Linked DNA regions of Drosophila melanogaster: regions 2 and 3 are each linked to region 1. A link is a contact called in public Hi-C and targeted proximity ligation data. All regions are on one chromosome and are shown on one strand. The core of a region is the stretch at or near the end of the contact, and the rest is flanking DNA. Distances in the headings are between cores, read along the strand shown.

Region 1 (2,863 bases), core at 211-2,710:
CTACATAATAAAATGTAAGAGCGTATGTTGTAGCAGCAAAAGCAGCGACGGCAGCTGCGGTGGCGATTTTTGTTCTTCTCGTTTTTTCTTCTGATTTTTTTTTTTTCTTTTTTTGTTGGAGCAGCGCGAAAGATGCCACCAATCCAGCCAAAGAGCCAAAGCGGTCAAGAGGGGCGGTGCAGGGGGTTGGTTGCCAAAGGGATGGGGTAATGGGGGAGGAGGGGGTTTCTGGAGGGGAACGGCCGTAGCAGCGACTGCGGCAGAGGCGGATGATAAAACATTACCCATCGCGTTTGGCCCAACCTCTTCACGAGTCTCGTCGTTCATGTTCATCAGGCTTTTCTTTTTTCATCAACGGCGAAAAGCGAGAAGCGAGCGTAAACACTTTGCTTTCATACGTCGCGACATTCGTCTTGTTGTTGTTGTTGTTGTTGCGTTGTTTATGGCAACAACTACACGTAGCAACACCCACGGCAGCAGCAGCAGCAGCAACAGCAACTGCGGCAGCAGCAGCAAGTAGCAGCGTTGCAACAGCAACAGCAGCAGCAACAACAGCAGCAACATCATCGCCGACAACAACAGCAACAACATCGCCTACAAATACATACATCGGCATTTACAACAACACGCAATAACAGCCATTTTTCTAGTTGTTAAGTTAATTTTTTCATGTTCTGCCGCTCTCGGTGTTGCTGCTGCTGCTGCTGCTTCTTGTCGCCGCTGCTGCTGCTGCTGCTGCTATGCCATCTCGCTCGCACGCCAGCAAGACGACAGCCAACGCGAGCAAGTTGCGATACTACCGCTGTCGCTGCCGCTTGGTTGCGATTCGTGGCCAACGGCGCAGCGGCTATAGCCATCCCGCTCTCGCCCGGCCGCAGCTGGCAGATACTTTATTTATGGTCACACAGGCGGTAGATACTTTTTTTGTTGCCCCCACCCCTCCACCTAACCAACTGGTTTGCTGCGTCTCGCTCGCACTTGCAGCGAGATTGGTGGCTACGTTTCGGTAGGGGGTTGAGGGGTATCTACCGTAGCATACCGATTCCGATGCCGATTCCAATCCCAATCCCCTGAGTGCCACACACAGCCGGAGCGCCAGCCCACTTATAATGATAATCATTATTGCCGTTGTTGCCGTTCGTGTTGTCGTCGTGCCGCCTCGTTTGCTACTTTTTCCAGCGCACACAGATACTTTTCGCACGCACACCAGCGCACAGATACTTGGCCGCTCTCAAAAAGAGCAAAGAGAGCGCACGCACACCAGCGAAGGTGCGAGTAAAAATTAAGGGGAGAAACCCGTTTGTGCGCTCTCTCGCTCACACATACAAACGCGGCGCGGGCTATGTATCGATGTGGTGGTGCGTGGGCCTGTTCTTGTTGTTGCGCTGCGCTGTTTTTCGATTGTCGGTTGTCGTGTAATTCCCATTTGTCGTACACTTTGTAGTTGCTCAAGAAACTCATGTTAGTCTACTTTTGACTGTTACGCAGATTGTTCGTATCGTTCGTGTCCGCCGCAGTGCCAGTGCCGCAGTGTGAATAATAGTGCTCTCTGCCCGCCGCTCGCCGTCGTTCTGCGAGCTGGATTCAAATTCAGTACCCAGATTCAGAAACAGAATCAGATTCACACCCAGATACTACTATTTGCTGCCGCCGCCTCTGGTTCATTCGTGCTTCGTTTTCGCATCCTCCGGATAGAGCTGCTCCTCCCGAATACCGATTCTACCAATTCTACAAATTTAAACGACTCACATAAACGATTCCCGTCGAGCCGCCCGTCGGATTTTACGGATTTACGGTGCCCAGTAGCGCCTGTGTTGGCCAGCTAACTCGAGTTGGCCAGCTCCTTGCAGCCGTCGGCAAGTGCAACGCAGTGCAACGAAACGAATAACAAAAAAAAATAAACACAGCCCAAAGAAAGTAAACACTGAAATAGCTCGCAAGCCGGATCCAAAATCAACATAAAAACTAGTTCGGATCAATCACAAGATCACAGATCGCACAATCACAATCACTTCACTCGGATTATAAATCTATCTAAATACACATACGTCGGTTCAGTGCGCGAGTCCATCGGTGCATCGTAACTCTAAGATTTGCTTTATAGTTTTAGTTAAAAGCAAAAATTAATATTAAATGACAGTGCACAGTAATGAAACCGGTATCTGTTTAGTAATGGTGCGTATATCAATTTGTTTTTTTTCCCCCATTTTTTATTACTTGTAAGATGGTTCAGTTAATCGCTGCATTTTAGCTTGTCTGGCATTTGGATAGTGGCAATTAGATTGAAAACCCGTTCAGCTACGAGGCAAATCAGTGCAACACATGTAGATAAAAGCAGAAACAGTGGGATTACTCTGGGTTCGAATACCTTAGCATTTTGATTTGGCAAACGGAAGACATGGATTTAAAAATAAAACAGATTGAAAATGTCAGGACCACAAGTGTGCTACATTGGGCGAACAACACGCGAAAAACCGTCTGCCAATTCGGAAAATCTCTCTTATGCATCAATGTCTCTTTGGTTGTTAACCAAGCTGGCAAGGTCACCGCACATCGTGCTCAGTCACACTTGAGTGTCCAATAGGATTTTAGCCATAATAATCCCTCAGTGGTAACACGATCCCCAGTTAATATGGTATCCCTGTTCCAAAAATTTAATCGCTTGCACTCGACACTCGAGCATATTCATATATTTTCATATATGTATGTAAAAGCAACTTGTGGCGCAAAGTCGAAAGCTGAAACGGAATATCGGAAATATTAAATGCTCTTTAAACAAACATGAATGGCTGTCACTCTACCCTCGCCATCATAATGGCTACCCGAAAATAATTTACTTTAGCCGCAAAACGACCACTTCGAG
Region 2 (2,863 bases), core at 156-2,655, 120 kb before region 1:
ATTCGATGTAAATAATAGAAATCGTTCCTCTTTAGTTTAAACAAAGGCGTGAGTGAGATTATAGAACATTAACAAATATGATTCAACAAAGTTGATTACAGTGTGTAGTCTATGATGGATTGAAAAAAGCAGCTGGTTAAGTGGAACAACGTCTTCAGATATTTTTGCCACAGTGGACAGCTCATATAAAAACCTTCATAGCTCTGTGATAATTAATCACAACTAAGCCGTGCAAAAAACGTCGCATATTTGAATTGTCTTGTAGCGAATCTTCCCACTGACGCACAGGAAATGGAACGCATTGGAACAAAGCTGGGAGGGAAGGGCCCGAAAGACACCCGCACCCGAGCCGAGCCCGCATGATGGCTAATGCCCTGGCTTAACCGGTTCTGTGGCACTCACCTTCTCTGGCTTCTTCTTAGCTGGCGGCGATATGATTTTAGCCTCTTCTTCAGACGCCATCCGATTAAATTTGCGCGTGGCCTCCTTCACGCTGATGGGATTCTCGGCCACATCGCCTACGGCGGCGGGAGCTGTGGGATCAGCCATCTCCGGCTTTTCAATGGAAGTGCTGGACGCCGAGGAGGCCTCCGAGGAGAAGGAGAAACGTGGTATGTTCTCCTTGTTGTCGATCACATCGATGGAATTCGATCGAGACGTTTTCTCCGGCTTCTCCTGCTGATCCAGATCCTCGGACTTGACCGACGTTCGCCTCTCCAAGCGTGCTGGCTCAATGCGCTTTATGGCAGCCGTGAATTCGTCCACGCACTCCTGGTAATTCTCCTGGTGCTCCTTGGCAATGGAAACGGCTGGCGGAGAGGTGACCATGGGCGGCGGTTTATATGGCGGTGGCTGCCTCATGGGCGAGTCAAAGTTAAGAGATGCGCCGCCGGGACTTGAGGGCTCCGGAATACCAGATGCGGCGGCCACCGCGCGCTCCACAACCTCATCCGTGGGGCATTCGTTTACGTATTTCTTGCGCAATATCAAAAACTTCTGATTGTTCTCGTTCTTGATGGTGGACAGCAGTGTGACATAGGTCTTGAATCGCTTGCGAGCCTCATCTGCAATTAATCATTGGGAACATCCATGTGAAAACCAAGTCAATATGGGTTTTCTTGGCCATTCAACAGGTCCCAAATCCCAAATTCGAAAGACAAACACAAATGACTCACTTTGCGACTGCGGGTGAGTTAGGAATTTCTTGAAGTGCTTCACCAAGGCGTGATTTGTCACCTTGCACTCGTTTGCCAACATGTAATTACGGATCTCCGCAACGGATAACTCCTTCGGTAGCTCCATTGCACTTTAAATCTCACTTTAAAACACTTTTAAACGCGAAATAAGTAAAAAATAAACACAACAAACAAAAACATTTGACCAGGGCACTGTGCACACTGCGAATGTTGCAGCCCTCATGCTTCGCGGAAAAAAGCTCGCTGATTTCGCTAGCTGACAGAAGGCTGGTTGGCGTGTAACTCATAACATGGAATGATTTTTCGAGTTTTAATAATTTTAAAAACAATACATTAAAGCAAGGAAACAAATATATACTTTTCGCACTTCAAATTACATAATAAAAACTATTGATTAAACACTTTTACTTGATTTAGGTAAATAACAATTACTTTCGATACCGTTCAGCATGCAAATCTCATTTAATCTCACCATATATGAAGTGATTCATATAAATATATATGATAAAATAAAAATGATAAAAATAAAAAAGTTAAAAAAAGAAATTGGGACAATTTATGCCCGCGAAATACTTTTTTATTTCTTCTAAAACATTTTCAAGCCGTAGCCGTAGGTGAGTTAAAAAACACTTTTTCGAAATGAGTAATATAATTTAAACCAATGAGTTTGCTTTGGTGTGCCAAATATTATGATAAATGTTTTTAAACCAAGTACGAAAAGGTAAACGAAAGGCTCGTAATCAATGTTGAATTCCCTTCGGCATGCGAACTTGTAAATCAGACAGTGGTAGTTAATTTGCATAAAATTTAACTTCAGTTGAATCCATCTGGCTCGAAGTATCTTCCGCATGCAAAGAATTATTAAAACAGTTCCGAATTAATTCCTGAGACACAGCCAAATGTAAATTCAGGGGCGGATCGAGCGGAGTAGGTAGCCCCAATCCCCCATCGAAATCGGGGAGTTAACTATGCAGTACGTGTATGTGGGGCACAAAACGAGTTGATTTCCATCTCAATTGGCCAAAATGGTTTGGCTGGGAGGCTGGGTTCGGGTTTTGGGCCATGTATGTGTGGGCCAATTTGTTGAATCGACGTCATTTATCATCCGCAGAGCAGAGTTCTAGCCGAAAGGAAGCCACAGCCGATGACAGTGACAATGGCGCATCTGGATACACAGATTGGGATTGTATCTTTCACTTGCATTTCAAGATGCAAATGTCAAGACGTGTTGTACTCTGGATATCCTTTCCTTCCCTTTCCGAAACCCGCCCCCTCCCACCACCGTCACAGGATTCAATTCCAGAATGCCTCGATGGCGCAGATGCGCACTAATTTGTATGCCCGCACTCTTTGGATTCGTTATCCGTTGGTTAAATGGCTAAATGTATCTTTGGCAGCCTGCTCGCCTCATAAATGTGCCCAAATAAATTACCCTTATTTATCATTTTATTTGGGGTTCCATATTAAGTCGAGTTTCGCCACGAGCGAGAGTATATAACTCATGTTTGTTTAAGGTATTTGCTTGCTAATTTGCTAAAACACAATAAATGCTACTAAAAAATATTTATGCAAATAAATAAAGATTGAGGTAAAAGGGAATTCAGTTCGGAATTTATTAAAAGATTATGTATTTCTTTACTATCATTCAAATTTCGATGGATTTTTAT
Region 3 (2,863 bases), core at 238-2,737, 84 kb before region 1:
TTGCTACACACACATTTACATATGCGTTCGTTTGTAAGTACCGAAAAAAGTGCCACATGTGCGTCTCTTTTGACTTTGAGATGCACTCGCATTTATAATAAATGGCAGCGCGTTAACACCCCAAAACATCAAAATACTCATTTTACAAAAATTCCCCAAAAACGTTCAGTTCCCCTCCCCACCCCGCCCGCTCCACATACCATTAATTAGAACGCACTCGACTCGAGGACCCTCAAATGGACCGGCCACGCCCCCTTCCTTGGATCGAATGGAATCGGATTGTTTGTTTGTTTTTTCTCCTATTTCGGTATCTTGTTACGATTAGCTAGTCCCAATTAGCTGCGATTTTCGTGATTTGGCCTTGAGATATTGGAGCATTAAGCACTTTTATGGGAAATGTACAATGCATATATCAAGCTATTTTTAAAAAAACACACACACACTGTAATGATTAAATGTTGTTGATGTTACCAATAACGTACGGATTAGTTTTCTTAAATAAAATTAGATTTTGGCTTTATATACTTGCAGACCTTCTAAAATAATTTAATTTGATTACTTTTTAGATTTTCCAAGTCCTTACACCACCCAAAATTTAAATGCACATTAAAATATCAAACTTTTTGTTTATTGGGAGCCAAGATAGAAAAGCAAATATGTTTATTAAAATATAAAAACATGCTTATATTTGTTTGCTGTATGTTATTTTTTGTAGTTTGATGTGACATAGATTATATTTATTTCAGCTGGGCTTATAAAAAAGGTTTTATGTTTTTGTTATTTTAATATTGAAAATTCTCTTTTAAAATTTCAAAGAATAATTGGAAGCGGATCAAATAAAACACTAAACTACTCAATATTAAAGAGATTGTATACCCACTCGTCTTGAAAAACATATCTTTATATGCCTGCAAATTTTCTTAAACATTATATTTAATTAATTAAATTAATGTTTGATTTTTTGAGATTGTAGAAAAATGTTCCAATTCTTCCCACGAATGTATGCCCAGACGTATTTTGACCAGTTATTATGATAGCAAATCTTCAGCAACTCTTTTCTAGTTTTTCCAATTATTTCTGTATTGTACTTTTTTATCAAAATCGGAAAATTCTTAGCCAACTTTGGCTACAATATCCAATTGGGAAGCCTTTCGATCGTGGTCCGCCATGAAATCGCTTCCAACGTCGACAGAGAGGGGTCGGCAGAAAGAGAGCGTCGACTTACTTTCCAGTGCTTGGAGGTGGGCGTTCTCAACGAACAAAGCAACAACAGCCCCAGAGAGTCTACCCTTCTCACTCGTTACCAGACCACTCACAGACGTGCAAGCGAGAAGGCTGCTGCTCGTGGCTGCCAGTCTGATTGGAACGCTGGCCAATGGGAGAGCTCCTAACTGGCTGGCTCTCTCGCGGCCCTGCAGCCATCCCGTTTACATCGCTGCTGCCATCTCTGTCACACGCAACCGCGCTGCTCGCTGAGCGGCCGAAAAACAGTTTGTTCCGAAACGCGAATAGGTGCGCATCTTCGCATCTTGGCATCTCCGCCGCGTCGCCCAGTAAACTCGAAAAAAGGCCGAAACGAAAGTACCGACGAACGAGTTACAGTCACCGGATAAGTCACAGTCGGTTATTGAGTCGCAGTCACTGCCGTCGTCACCGTGGAGATACCGCTGACAGGTTGGAACGGAACCCGTTTTTACTGGAGCATTGCCAGCGGATCGGATCGGCAGATGCAACCGACGTAGATAATGAAGTGCGTGCAATAGTTATGATAAAAGTAAATACGAAAAAAAGGGACCCGAAAAGACAGGCAAACCTCTCTAGAAATGTCTCGTTAAATATCAAAAGAAACTCGCCATAAATTCGAAACTATGTTTATTATTATGGATCACATATCAAAAAGTTTCCTAAGCTGACTTTAAAAAATTTCGATACAGTGTGGAAAAAACTGAAATACCAATCAGTGGGTAAACTCGCAAACCAAACTGACACATTCTTTTGACCGAAGACTGAAGAGCCGCGTACATTTGTAAATCTGTTTGCGGCAAACACTTGAATCCAATTTGCTTTGCCCGGCTGTCGTCTGTGTGTGTCTTTTTTTAACCATTTTGGTAACCGGCCGCCAAAGAGTCAAACAGAGTCAATAAAAATCAAGTTAAAACGGATGAAAACGGACGAGCGAAATAAAACAGCAAAGTCACACAAAACAAACAAAACATTTTCCGGCTCCGGCGACATTAACAGAACTGCTCGACATCGACAATTTGTTTTATCAATTTTCAACAAGGCCAGCCAGCAGCAGCAACAACAACAATAGCACAACACCCAACAAGCCAGCAAACAACAAAAGCGCCCAGAGTGCTTAGCCGTCGAGCACGCACGCCAAATCCGCCCAGCCACCCAACCCAACCACCCACTGGCCACCCACTTGAACCTCCCTTAAGCACCCAACACCATCCCCACATCCTTGGCCACCCCTTTTTCGAGGGCTCCGCCAGCATCCGCATCCGCAATCGCAAAAAAAAATAAGAAAACAACAAGCAAACAACGAGGGACGCCCCACAGTGAAGCCCCGGCACAGTGAACTCGCGTGTCGCCGCTCTTTAGGCCAACTCAGCCAGCGAGACAATGGCTGCATATGCGCAGTTTGGATACGCTGGCTACCCGACGGCAAATCAGGTGGGTTTATGCCGGTGGTTTGTTTAGAGATTAACAGTTAACCGTTTTTTTTAAGTCTGTATTGATTAGTAAGCAAACTTAACTTAAGTTTTAAACGGTTATTTAGCACAGACAACAATTTTAAGGAATCTTTTAGTATGGATCCAATATTGTATCTTATATATACATTTATATTTGCTTTGAAAAT

What was found. Hi-C and Micro-C count contacts between places; a contact is called where the count stands out from the background.
Region 2: a Hi-C map of the Kc167 cell line shows a contact between it and region 1, with 1.6 times the contacts expected there. A contact is called at or near these places in 11 of 107 Hi-C or Micro-C datasets (the Kc167 cell line, the OSC cell line, the S2 cell line and 5 more).
Region 3: a contact with region 1 is called in a targeted proximity ligation map of the Kc167 cell line, with 4 times the contacts expected there. A contact is called at or near these places in 44 of 107 Hi-C or Micro-C datasets (the Clone 8 cell line, the D17-c3 cell line, the Kc167 cell line and 17 more) and 3 of 7 datasets of targeted methods (the Kc167 cell line and the S2 cell line).

The regions. Positions count from the first base shown.
Region 1 is chr3L:12,692,179-12,695,041 of dm6, forward strand. It overlaps mirr (mirror), which reads left to right and starts at 1,461. Exons shown (of 5, transcript NM_079323.4): 1 at 1,461-2,175. The coding sequence starts at 2,134.
Region 2 is chr3L:12,571,137-12,573,999 of dm6, forward strand. It overlaps sowah (sosondowah), which reads right to left and starts at 1,406. Exons shown (of 12, transcript NM_168503.5): 1 at 1,176-1,406; 2 at 403-1,064. The coding sequence starts at 1,302.
Region 3 is chr3L:12,608,144-12,611,006 of dm6, forward strand. caup (caupolican) reads left to right here and starts at 1,488. Exons shown (of 5, transcript NM_079322.3): 1 at 1,488-2,676. The coding sequence starts at 2,626.